Regions from separate parts of the Arachis hypogaea genome. Here region 1 is linked to region 2. A link is a contact called in public Hi-C data. All regions are on one chromosome and are shown on one strand. The core of a region is the stretch at or near the end of the contact, and the rest is flanking DNA. Distances in the headings are between cores, read along the strand shown. Region 1 holds the start of LOC112793739 (peroxidase 4). Region 2 has its middle 14 kb from the start of LOC112793770.

The links. Hi-C and Micro-C count contacts between places; a contact is called where the count stands out from the background.
Region 1: a Hi-C map of leaf shows a contact between it and region 2, with 2.3 times the contacts expected there. The contact joins the promoter of LOC112793739 here to the enhancer-like site in region 2. A contact is called at or near these places in 2 of 8 Hi-C or Micro-C datasets (leaf and an unstated tissue).

Annotation. Positions count from the first base shown.
Region 1 is chr1:7,608,224-7,615,561 of arahy.Tifrunner.gnm2.J5K5, reverse strand. It overlaps LOC112793739 (peroxidase 4), which reads right to left and starts at 4,915. Exons shown (of 4, transcript XM_025836243.3): 1 at 4,617-4,915; 2 at 3,256-3,447; 3 at 2,776-2,944; 4 at 911-1,603. The coding sequence starts at 4,838. The coding sequence ends at 1,212. It overlaps LOC112793695 (U-box domain-containing protein 4), which reads left to right. Exons shown (of 6, transcript XM_025836240.3): 5 at 1-74; 6 at 1,259-1,647. The coding sequence ends at 41.
Region 2 is chr1:7,567,848-7,574,207 of arahy.Tifrunner.gnm2.J5K5, reverse strand. No RefSeq gene overlaps it. Among protein-coding and RNA genes, the nearest start is that of LOC112793770, 14 kb to the right of the region's middle. Within about 2 kb of position 3,512, at least 3 of the 3 cell types and tissues checked have open chromatin away from gene starts, as enhancers often do.

The DNA.
Region 1 (7,338 bases), core at 3,666-6,165, 40 kb before region 2:
ATCAATTTAGAAGTCAGAGACATAATGCGGGGAGGGGCTGATTTTGAATCCCCAAGCTGTTGTACCATCCAAAGGTTTTGAATTAACTTTTTATAGTACTTCTCTAATTTATGCATTATTACATGCTGCAAATAATGTGTGTAAAGGTGTTTTGCATTATTGTTTCACTTGCTTGTAAAGGGGAAAAATGTTATTTATGGGGGGCACCATTTGATTGTTTCCTCTAACGGAAAACCTTTTTCTGTGTTGTGAAGAAAATTTATACATGTAAGTCTAGCTTTTGTTTTCAACAAAGAGAATGTCTGGCTTCTGTTGCTGGCATAGGGCGAGAGATGGCTGTGGACAAATGATTTTGTTTTATTTAGAGTTTAACTGCCCCATAATGTATGGTATCAACTATCAATATCAAAATTTTTTCATGTTGGCATATGTAAATGTGGCTCTTGCTGTTGTAATAATTCAATTCCGTTGTATTGTTGAACTGTTCATATTCCTCCACTTTATCAATGAATCAGAAGATTTTATTAAAGGAAGAGTTTACCTAATATTTTTTCGTCATTCATCCCCTTGTGGTTCTAGATACTGAATTTTAGCACATGAACTTTTGGAAATGACAAAACTAAATCAGTTGTCTTAATTTGGTTGTTTCATGAAATCCTGATTATTAATTCCAAGTACTGTTGAATCACAATAAAACAACACGTCATAATATCTTACTAACTATCTAAAAACCAAGGGAATGAGTTTTTCTTATTGAAAAATTCATTTTACTATGGCTTGGTCTGAACATGAGTTATACAAGAATATTAGTAAGACCATCGTGTATATGTGACAGTGTATTTGGTTTGAGCAAATCATAAAATCATTGCCTTCTTCTAAACAATAGTATAAATATATTTTCACTTAACGGTAGTGATCAATGTACTAAATATTTTATTCCATAATGATAGTTGATAGGCGATAACATTTTCTATATTGAACTACACAAGAACCCACTAGAATGGAAATTCTTGTGTTTCTCTTTACATAAACAAAGAGAAACACATGAAAAGATCCATTATATAATTCACACTTTTCCAAATCACTAGTGTTCACTTAATTAGAGTCTTAAACAGCTTAAACTAACTAAACTGCTTCTCAATTTCCAGAGCCACAAAGTTCACATCAAGAAATGAATTTATGTGTCTTTATTCATAAATTTAATTCATGAACTAATTCACTCTTCTGCAATTCTTCCTTATCTCCCCTTTTGACCCAGTTAAGGGCAGGATGTTCCCCATCTTAATCATTCCAGTAACAAAGTCAGAAGCAAAGGCCTTATTATTCTGACTATAGGCCTTAACAAGTGAATCAGTGGATCCACCATTGAAGAGTTCTTGATCAGAATGAAGGAGACCCTTTTTGTTGATGAGGTTCTTGTAGTAGTTGTTCTCAAAATGTGTGGGTGTTTGTAGGTCCAAGGGTGCTAAATTGTTGTCTCCTGTGCCATTTTGCCTTGGACAATTTTTCTGCCTTAACTTGGCAAATGAAGGGTCAATGTCGGTGTCATTGTATATGTGACCTCTGAAACTTGTACACCTTGCTTTGCCAATTGTGTGAGATCCTGAAAAACCACAAAATAAATGAAAAAATTAATTAATTAATTAATAGTGATGAATCTAGAAAATTTGAATAACAGAACAAAGACAATATTAAAATGTTGAAATTAGTAAATGAATGTCTTAAGAATATTATCTGAGAATAAAAACAGAATTATTTTCTGCTAGTGCATTAGGATTTATAAATATTTTTTTATTAAAACTTTTTATTTGAAGTAGCTTTAACAAGTTCCTCAAAATGTTATACTGTTATACAATTATTACATTAATAAATAGTGGAGGCAAAACACATACATATATAGTTGAAAACATTCAAAATTTAGTGGGCAGATATAAGTTATAACCCAACATAAAAGCAATTCAGTTTGATATATCCTTATTGGGTTATCCAAGCATACATTATTATTCTTCTTTAAAGAACAATAATACATTATCAAGTTATTAAAGGTGTTTGTCCCTTTCATATAAAAACGTATTTGATTCTATATAGTATGATTAGTTGGTATAATCACGTGGCCATCCATTATTATTAGTAACATTGATGATCCACTGCACTATGCCATGTGCAAAAACTTTTAGGTAATTAATCATATAATCTCGTCATAAAAATAATTAAAAACTAAGGCATACATAAAATTGTGAATACAAATTTATTTGATAATAATATAAAATAATTATAAACATATTTATCTTCTTAACTATGGTGGATATGCATGATTTTACCTTCTAGTCAACTCAACAGTATTATATTGTTGGTTATGAAGTGACTTGACAATTAGCTAAAAAAGCACGTAATAATGCAATGAACATATACTAGTTGTTTAAAAGTCATATTCATGTACACCTAATATAATTAATGAATTCCATTTAATTTGGCGAAACCATATGGTTACATACAAAATCAACATCGAAATGTGTCACCTTATCACAGACTAAAGCACTGTTTTCATATAAAGAGAGAGTGAGGTGTAAAGTATAAACTAAACTACAATAAAATATATGTGACTCACTCTTTTTTGAGTTATCAATTGTGACTTATCATCACTTTATATCAAAAGGTATGGATTATATTTATAAAATAGAACTATACTTTAATTATTCTATAAATATAAAAAAATAAGCTATTTTATTATCAAGCATAATTAATTAGAGAGAGTGAGTATGAAAGGAAAATTACCAGATAAGGCAACCAAGTCCTTGACATCAAGGCCATGTGACTTAAAATTGGAAATTAGGGTACTAAGGTTAGAAGTGGGAGCTGGAATTACACCAGTGTTGGCAGCTGTGAAATTTGCTGTTCTTGAATCCCTTCTTCCAAGTTTCACATCCCAAAAAGGCCCTCCAAGCTTAACAAATAGAGCAAAATAAATTATGATAAACATTGTCAATTTTATTACTAGTAATATCCTAAATTAGTTTTTTAAAAAAATTTAATCGAAATTTTAATATATTTTAATTATTAAATCAGTTTTTATTATTATTATTATTATTTAATAAAAATATATTAATTTTTAAAAAATTTTAATTATTTCTTTTATAAATTGTTTAACAAAATAAAAATTTAATAATTAAAATTGATTAAGAACTAAAGTTTCAACTAAAAATTTCTCAATTCTTGTTAGGTTATATTTAATTAGTAGAATAATATGATACTCACAATAACAACAGCATCACGAGAAGCAATGGCCAAGATATCAGCACATGAAACAACACCGGGGCACAAAGCTTCAACCTTTGACTTGATTGCATCAATTACTTCAAACCCTCTCACTGAGTTGTTATTTGCTGCTGCTGTCTTCTCTCCTTTGAATGTTGATGTATCATCCAATAACAATGATCCATCACACCCCTGCATTTTTCATGTTCCCACATGCATGCACCTCAATTTCTTAGCTGCTTTAATTTTAATTAAATCATATACACAAAGTGGAACTAATAATAATAGGGTGCATACCTAAAATAAAAATTTATTTGTAATTATTTTTATACGAAATTAATAGTTAAAAATTATCAAATAATTTAATATATTTAATTAAATATAATAATTTTTAACCATTAATTTTATACAAAAATAACACGTGAATTTTCACCAGACTAATAAACCATCTATGAGCCATTAGTTGGTTGAGATCTTTTTTATTTATTTGATTTTTTTTATTCAAAGTGTCACATCCCTCTGAAATGAAAGTTATAAAATGAAAAGAGAACACGTACTAATGGGTTGAGAGCCATATATATATATATATATATATATATATATATATATATATATATATTGAGAATTATCCGAATGGCTTATATAAACTATCAATATTTATGAACTAATTTTAAAAGTAATATAACATATGTGATATATTTCAAGCTTTCAACTCTAGATCTAGAATTTCATATTTAGATCGTGAAGTTTTCTTGACCAATAAAAATGATGAAGGTTTTAAGAAGCAATATCTGCAACTAGTATATAATAATGTCACCAAGGAATAAAAAAAACTAGTATATAATAATAAATGGTTATTATTATATCATCCTAACAAACAATATATGCGCTTTACATGTATATAAATGAAAAAAAAAAAACTATATAAAAAATATGTGTTATGTCTCAAGTGCACTGGCATGAACTTAAGTATATAAATGCCAATAACTCTTTGCATGCACTTCGTTAATAATTAATCAATTAATGCAGTGGATAATGCACTATAAATTATTCTAAATTTATAACTACTCAACATTATAATTGTTCATCATGATTTCTCACAGTTTAAATTTTTGTGAACTAATAATATAAAATAATTTTATATTGTTAACACATAAAAATTATTCTCTTAATATAATACCTTACATTTTTTTTCTTTAACCTTAGGTTATAAATATTTAAAAATTGATACCACTCCATTCAGGAGTACCGAAATAGACAAAAATTTAGAGGATGACATTGTAAAAAGTTTAACATTAATATTAATATATTTAAAAAAATAAAAAACACCAAAAACAATGTAGTAGTAGTAGTTGAATTACATCAATAAAGCAATCATGGAAGAAGAGGCGAAGAATAGAAGCACCAAGGCGTGGTTCTTTGGCCACAGCATCTTCAACAACAGATTTCACAGCACTGAAAACTTGTGGACATTTTCTACAATAGAAATTCTCTGAAAGTAGATGACCTGAAGAAGAGGTTCCAGCAAGAAGAGCAAGAAAAAAAACAAGGAATAAAGAAGAAGAAGAAGGAAAAAGTGTCATATTTGTTTCTTTTTTTTTATGTGAAAGTATATATGATGATTTGATGAATAAAGGGTGTAGTGTGAGACTCCAATATATAGAGTGTAAACTCATGATTAATTAATTCTCACCTAATTAGCTAGCATCTATATTGATCAAATAATTAAATATAATAAAATGTATTGCATGGCAATAACAGTGTCACCTCTTGAAATTTTTGATTGAATTGATAGATTGATCAGTAATTAACTATTTTTGAATTATTATTAATAAATAGAGATAATTAGAATGAAATACCTTTTCATTTATGAAATCCAAACTTAATTAGAGATATTTTGTTAAGTAAAACCGAACATTTATTATATATCCACCATGTCATGAATCTATTTTCTCAAAATATCATATGATAATTCAGTTTTAGTGACAGTTTTATGGATGATTACGTTATCGATAATATTAAAATAATTATAATGACGCCCTATTCAAAATGTGTTGTCTCAAAAAAATCAGCATATAATTTATATTTAACTGATGATTTACCATCAGTAATAAAAAATGTGTGTTTTTTTTTTAAATAGAATTTACTGAGATTAAATCATCGGTAATATTAAAAATTAATATAATAAAAAAATATAAATAATTATATTTTTAATACGTCTCTTTAAATAAAAATTTATTTTTAAATTTGGTTAAATTTTAGCATAATCCTTTTTTTTTAATTTTCTTATGCTACTTGCTTTTTTATATTTTTTTGGAGATAATAAGAATTGAATTTTAAACTTTTTATTCATAAAAAATTTTGATATTATATTATAAAATTATTTTGAAACTGATAAAATCACATAAATAATTATATTTATAGGAGACCATTTGAATAAACACCGGATTATGTTTTCTAGTATAATAAATATAATATTTATACTATTTAATAAGAAGAAATTCGATTCTATTGTGTCGGTTGATGTTTAAGGACAATAATTCATTGTTTTTCATCATTATCTTATGATAGTTTCCATTGAAAAAATACTATATATTTTTCTCTAAACAATTACAAGAATTTTTAAAATATATTCTTATATTTAATTTATTTTATTTTTAGCATCAAATATTTTATTAATAAGATCTAAAATTATTTTCAGGTGAACATTAAAATTTATAATAATTTTTGTCTTAAATATTTGGTTTATGTTTCAAATCCTGATTAAATTATTATTAATAAATAGAGATAATATTTTAGAAGCGAGCGTAGCAACATGCATAGCATATTTTTTTAATGAAAAATGGTAATTTTCACTTTTTGAGTAAAGAGTGAAGATTGATTAGTATTTCTATAATGAGGTATTAAGGTTCATTCTTATAAAAGGTGAAATGTACTATAAACTTGTTGAAAAATGGTGTCCATGAAATATTTTCTTTTCCCAAAAGGTGCAGATTGTGGTCTTAGCGTGTTGTCCCTTTGCTACGATTACGACAATGCCAGCTCGCCAACGTTGAATATTACATGTTGCAAAAAGTGCCTGCTAAATAAAATGTATTGGTAATCATCAACTAGGCTTTGGTCGTGTTGTTAATTCATTCATTTATTTAAACAAATATCAAAATTTTAAATATTATTTGTATACGTAACAATTTATTAATTAACATGAACTTTTGAATAGAACTCAAATTTAGAATAAATTAATCTTTCGTCTGTTGAGATAAGATATATACTGTCTCCAACAAATTAAAAAAAATAAAATGTGTTGGTTTTGTACGTATTGTTAATTTATTTAGTAAAATGCAATAGAGAGAATTTGTTTTATTCAAGCATGATAATTTTTTTAATTTTTAACATTTTATTTTTATTGTTTAAAATATTTTATTTTTATCTAAAATATTTTAAATAGATTTAATATTATAGTTTCGTTAAATTAAAAGAAATTCTTAACACCCTTAGTAAATGTACAACGTTGACAAAATTTGCTAAATAAGTATTTTCAACTCACATATTGTCCACGTTAGCTATATTATTAATCTATTTATTTATCAAGTAAATTCTAATATCTTCTAATATAAATATTATAACCATTTTTCTTATTTATAAAAGCATAACATTACCAAATTCATAGATATTATTAAACGAAAAAAATTGTTTAATTGATAACATTTTCATTGAACAGATAGTAATGGTGTTAAATATTTAAAATACGATATTTTAAATAGAAAAGAGTAGATTAAAATTTAATTTAAATATTAAAAACTAAAACAATATTTTATTATCATTTATAAATCAGATTCTAATATGATTAATAATATATATCTTCTATTTTATTATGACCGAGAAAAGTGCAACTGTTATTATATCAAATGGCTAAAAGAAATTATTAAGTAGTTGAATTATACATGAGAGTGAGGTGAATAATGGAATTGTTATAGAAGACTATATACTATTGTGAAATTGATATCCGAGATTATATATATATTTTCCAAATTGAACTTTGTGTGAAAGAAAATGATGAAACATTTGTGAAGAAGAAAACAG
Region 2 (6,360 bases), core at 2,263-4,762:
CCAAACATAATTGATAGATAAAAAGACCTTTTTACATGAGATATCCAAACATAAAATTACTTTTATTTCTCTATAAGATCTTTTAAAAAAAGATAACTCGAAAAAAGATCTTTTCTTAGAAGCTCACCCAAACAAGACTTAAGTTTATGACTCCGACAAGAAGAATTGTTGTTTTTTTACAATCTTAATTACCAGCTATGGTTAATTAATTGATTAATTATTAATCAATTATCATTAAATTGATGATGCACTTAATTAGAGAATATATTTGATTTGAATTGTTTAGGTATATTGGCAACAGTGTTGAATGTCATGTCTTTGCTTGCTCCATCTATGTGTAGGTGTTAATAATTAGTTCATGCCACCAAGCACTTATTGTTTTAATTTGTGTTTATGTGAAGTTTTTGCTTTGTTATTTTATGTTTTTGGCAATGAAATGAATAGAAGAATAACACTGGTTGCAATCAAAATAAAACTTAGAACATTGTCAAAACTTGAATGTCCACAAAATAGATGGTTATTTTTATCAGTTTTTGGATGGTTGGTTTTCATTGTAGTGTCTCTTATGCAGCTTTTACTTCATTAATAGCTTGCTTGAATTATGTGATGTTTGAAGGATGTCTTGTTTTTTTAGTACGCAAATGTATACATGGTGCATATAGCGGGCTCCGGACTCGAATATTCGTTTCTGAGTTGACATGAAAGGGATGGTTATTATGTATCCAGATGTTCATTTTATTATGTATGGTTCGTTCATTCAAAAAGTAGATGTTTATTTTATTTATAGTGTTGATCTTTTGCTTGATTTGCTGAATTCTACATATACATGCTCCATTAGTTTATTTTGTTAAGTGGTTTTGGAGTAATGAAAAAAAATTAGATTAGACTTAGTTTATGTTTTCTTGAATTGAAGTTGGGTTTGAGTTAGGCTATTTAAACATGGTGCACGGATAAAATTTTGGTTAACTTGTTAGATGTTTATTATTAACTACAGTGGATGTTCATTTTACTATGTATGCGAATGTTCATTTTATTCTGTGTTGGAATTGAATTTCACTCTGTTCTATTTGTTATAGTGAAAGCAATCATTTAGTTAATCATTTAGTTATACTTTTTTTAGGTTAATATTTTTCTCCATGGATTGTTGATTATCTTCTAAAGCTTGGGGTTAATGAGTTTTTGTTACGCACTAGTAATTGATATGCCTGAAAATTGAGCTGTGTTCCTGCTATCCAATGCACATCGGCTACCGCACAGGTTACAAAATTGAAGAGCAAGAAAGAGAAAGAAGGATCATAGGTACAATCTCTAGCAGCCAAAATGTTGGAGAAAGATTAAAAGTAGAGAGCTCCTGATAATATTCTTTAACTTAGCCTTGAAGAACTTAATACTATCATCATGATGCAACATTTTTTAAAAATTCTTGTTATTTTGACACACACTTTTAAATATTGATGACTAACTGCTGGCTTTTTAGTATTTTTCTAAACTATAAATTATATATCTCGTGTAAATGTTATATAATAAAAAAATTCTTTTAATGTTTACAAGAATCGTATTTTAATCTCTAATTCCTAAACCATAAAACAAAAGAAACATACGAAGCATGCGCATACAAAAACCAAAAAATTAAATAAAGAATAAATGGTATACCCAAAATAAACATTCACTTTAGAAAGAAAGGAACAATCCGCATACACAGTAAAATGAACATCCACATTAGTTGATAAGAAAAAGCTAAGCAATTGACCAAAAATACCACTCGTGCATCATATTTAAATGGCGTAACTAAAACCCAACTTAAATTCAATCAAATCTAATTCAACCCACATAATAAAAAAAACTTGGGGGCATGTGCAAACAAAATCCAAAAAACAAGTAAAAGGCAAACGGTATGCCCAAAATAACCATCTATTTTAGAATGAAAAAAACCATTCGCAATTATAGTCAAATGAACATCCGATCTAGTTTAAATGGCTAAAGAAAAATACAATTTAGTATTTGTTTTACAAACTTAAATGTCACATGTAACAAACCAGACCACTCGCTAACACGATATTGTCCGCTTTGATAGCTGAAGCCCCATACTTACTCGTTAAAACACGTCATGCTAGGGAAAGGTATCCACACTCTTATAAGGCATGCTTCGTTCCACTTCCCAAGCGATGTGGGACCTTATAATCCACCCCCTAAAGGATTCCAACACCCTCGTTGGCACATCGATCCGGGCTCCGACTCTAATACCATTTATAACTGCCCAGACCACCCACTAGCACGATATTGTCCGCTTTGGCACACAAGACCTCACAGTTTTGCCTTTGACGATAAGGATGATAGCCGAAATCCCACACACTCACTCTCGTCAAAACGCGTCATATTAGGGAAATGTATCCACACCCTTACTTTCAATAAATATATTGGCTCTCAATACTTTCTTTTTAAATAAAGATGTCTTAATCCTTTTTCTTTACTTTTCTTTTTTATAGATAATTTGTTTAATAACAATTTTAGATTTTATACAAAAATAACTGAATATGAATTTATACAACATACAGTTATACATAGTTTTACAGACACTATTTTTTTGGCCCAAAATTATTTAATATTAAAATCTATTTGTTTGTTTTAACATCAACATTTCCGTTGTCATCCAGCGATTAGGATATCTGGCTTTTACTCAGAAAACCTGGGTTCGATTCCACATTAATAGTGATAGGAAAAAGAAGAAGAACAGGCAAATAGACTTCCACATTAATAATTTGATATATAACATATAATGCATAACGGTAAAAATGAAAAGTATTCTTTTTTTTATAATAAAAAAATAAAAACATTATGTACATTATACACTTTTCTCAAAAAAATAATTATAATGTTCACTTAAAAAAAATCTCCACATACAATTTAATGTAATGTACACATTTTATATATTTCAAGAATCAGACAAATGAGGGGATCCCTTGCAATCCCCACCTAATGAGAGAATTTTAAATTTCTACAATGAATGTGATGAACTATATATATGTCCAGAAAATAAATAATAAGAACATGATTTTACATATCTAAATAAACAAATTAATCCCCAATTATTTGTGTGTGATGATCTTTCTCGTAGCTCATGCATAATGCATATTTATTTGCAAGTATGTAAGACATGATTGTTTTGGCTGGTGGAAGGTAGTGATACGCCAATTTGTGAAATTAGTTCATGCTAAGCATTGTCACATAGCATTTTTTTTAAATCGAATAAGGGATTATCATAGGATCCAACTATCCTATTTTTAAAAAGTTAAATCCTTAATTTAAGCACCTTCTCGTACCTAGCTTTTTAAATTAACCTTTTAGACTTCCTGTTGTTCTCGATTTTTTGTTTTGATAAAAGCTGGTGGGCTTAGCATGCACCCAAAAGAAAAATAACCCAATAATATTTTTGGGTTATGGAGACATCTAAAATGAATATAACAAAAATGCTAAAGACGATGGATAGAATTATTGTAAGAGATCAAGAAGACACCTTGTTCTGACAAAAAGAAAAGAGTGTATACTGTATACATTTACATTGGGTGTGTGTAGTGTAAGACCAAAAAACAAAAGAAGATATTTTGTTGGCTTTGGACAATCTTTACAAGAATGTCGCACATAAATTTTATCCAATTCTTATCTCCAAAACAAAATAATTTGTATCCAATTCATTGATCTTAGTCTCCTTTATTCTCTTGATTTATTCATAGATCTTTGTCTTAAATGTTATATATCAATAATGTTTAAGAGACAATAAAAAATTAGCCCAAACAACTCAAAATTATTTTATTTAATATTTACTAATTATCGTTAAAATAATGATACAATTTTAGATGTAATAACTATGTAATTACGGATATTATATATATAAAATTATGGATGTTATGTTATATAAGATAATTTTAAAAATCATCTCCCTAGTATTACTAGTTATAGATATAATTATTCATCTTTTTTTATCCGTTTAAATTTTTAAGAAAAATAATTTTATAATATAATATAAAAAATTTTATGATTTAAAAATCTAGAATTTAATCCTTCTTCATCTTAAAAAAAATTATAAAATCAATAAAAAAAAATTATACAAAGAATTTACACAATAATCTCAAAAGTTAAAAATAATGCTAATGGGTTACACGTCTAATTTGGAACTAAATTGAAAATTGATGACCATATATTTTTACCAAGTGAAGTATTATCCTATAAGTCAGGTGTATTTGTAATACGCCAAAGGTAGATTATGATGCTTTCGTTTTTTACTCGTGGATGATTTATATTTTGATGGCATCAAAACGAAGTCGTATCTCTATTGAACTCTTGGACTATTTCTAGGCTTTTCTTTGGGAGGGGGATCAAGAGCCAAAAGAAACAATTTTTGAAAAAATCCCATGATGAGAATATGAGATCATTATAATTTTGCATAACTATACATGTTTGAATTTTTGATTAATTAATGTTTGTTTATTTTTTTATTGTCAAAGTAAAGTTTGAGGTTTGCCAATTATATAAGATGGTGGACATGAAGTACACGATGGCTAGACCAACTATGGGATTCAATCTTGATATCTCACAATCTTATAGTTTGTCAAAACCTTTACCAACTACATCATCAACAAGGCTAGTTGATAGTTGTGGCAGAAGGTTTAGAAAGTGGGTAGTATCTTGTATATAAATTATGGTCAATTACAAGTTCACATATTTTGATAGATAAGATATAATTGTAAAAATAATTTTTTTTATAATAATTATATCCACTTTTGTTTTGTATGTGTGATGTATAAGAATAGATAGAATAGAATTTACCTAATATTGTACATGTTATATTGATTATTTTTGTTTTTTGATAAAAAAAAATAGTTAATAAATGTCTCTTTTACATGAATTCCGAATTTGATTATATGATTAAATAATGAATTTAAATTTGGATTTATATTTTTAAGTTTGGTTTTTACCTAATTATAACCAAATTTTATAATATGATTTTAGAGTGTATTTAATTATTAAGCTAATTATATCATAAAGTTAACTATCAAACATGTCCCAAATCATAATAATCATAATTCGAAATCAACTTATAATCAAACACATTTAAAGTTGTAATCAAACCCAAAAATTAAAATTAAAGTTCAAAAATCATATTATATATGTTACGTGTACACTAATTTTAGTCACCAATTTCAGATAATATATATATATATATATATATATATATATATATATATATATATATATATATATATATATAGTGGCGGAGTTTGACATAAAATTTTGGGAGCCAAAATTTAATAATAATATTTATATTAAAATAAAATTTATCAATATAATTATTCTTTAAGTTTGTTACTAATAAGATAATAAATAAATAATTCTACAGATAAAAAATATAAAATAGTTTATAATAATATTCTTCGAATCTTTAGTGACTTGAAATCTACAATAATTGAATCAGAACTAAATTTTTCAGCAATTTCTTTCTCAATGTAAATAACCAAACTATCCGCGAGAAAGTCGTCCTCCATCTTGTTTCTTAACCTTGTCTTTATTATTTTCATTGCTGAAAATGATCGCTCTGTAGTAGCGATAGAAATTGGAAGAGTTAATATCAGATGAATCAATCTATCAATCAAATAATACACTTTTGACTTTTTTTGTTTCTGCTAAACATCTACACAGTTTATGAATAGTTGACAAATTCTTCATTTCTGGATGCTGACGAGCATCAAGAATAAAATGCTGAAGTTGAAAAGGCAAATTAATCTTCTCTTGTTCAGTAAAGTCTTCGGGATAGTAGCTGTCAACAAGAGTAGAAATCTTAGCAATATCAAAATTTTTGTAAGCATCCTTAGGCATGAGAGTAGAGCTCAGACTTAGTAGATCCATTACTTGATCATTAAATCTGCTATTTAACTCTTGTAATTGCTTATCAATTGTGACTAAAAATAGCTTAGTAGATAACTTTTTGATTTGATTTGATTGTTAGATGATTTTTTTTATAATGATGATTTTTATCTTTTATTTTATTAGATGATCTTTTTTGTTAGATAACTTTTTTGATTTGATGATCTTTATTTGATTTGATTGTTAGATGATCTTTTTTATAATGATAATTTTTATCTTTTATTTTATTAGATGATCTTTTTTATTCTTATCTTTTTTTGTTAGATAACTTTTTTATTTGATTTGATTTTATCTTTTAATTTTGATTATGTTTTGAATGTTGAAAACTAAAAATTAATGTGTAATAAAAGCAAGAAATGAAGATTGAACTTGGGTACTTTAAGTTATGGTAAAGTATTTGAGCCAACTAAAGTACTAAACTATTTTCTACTTTTTGAAGAA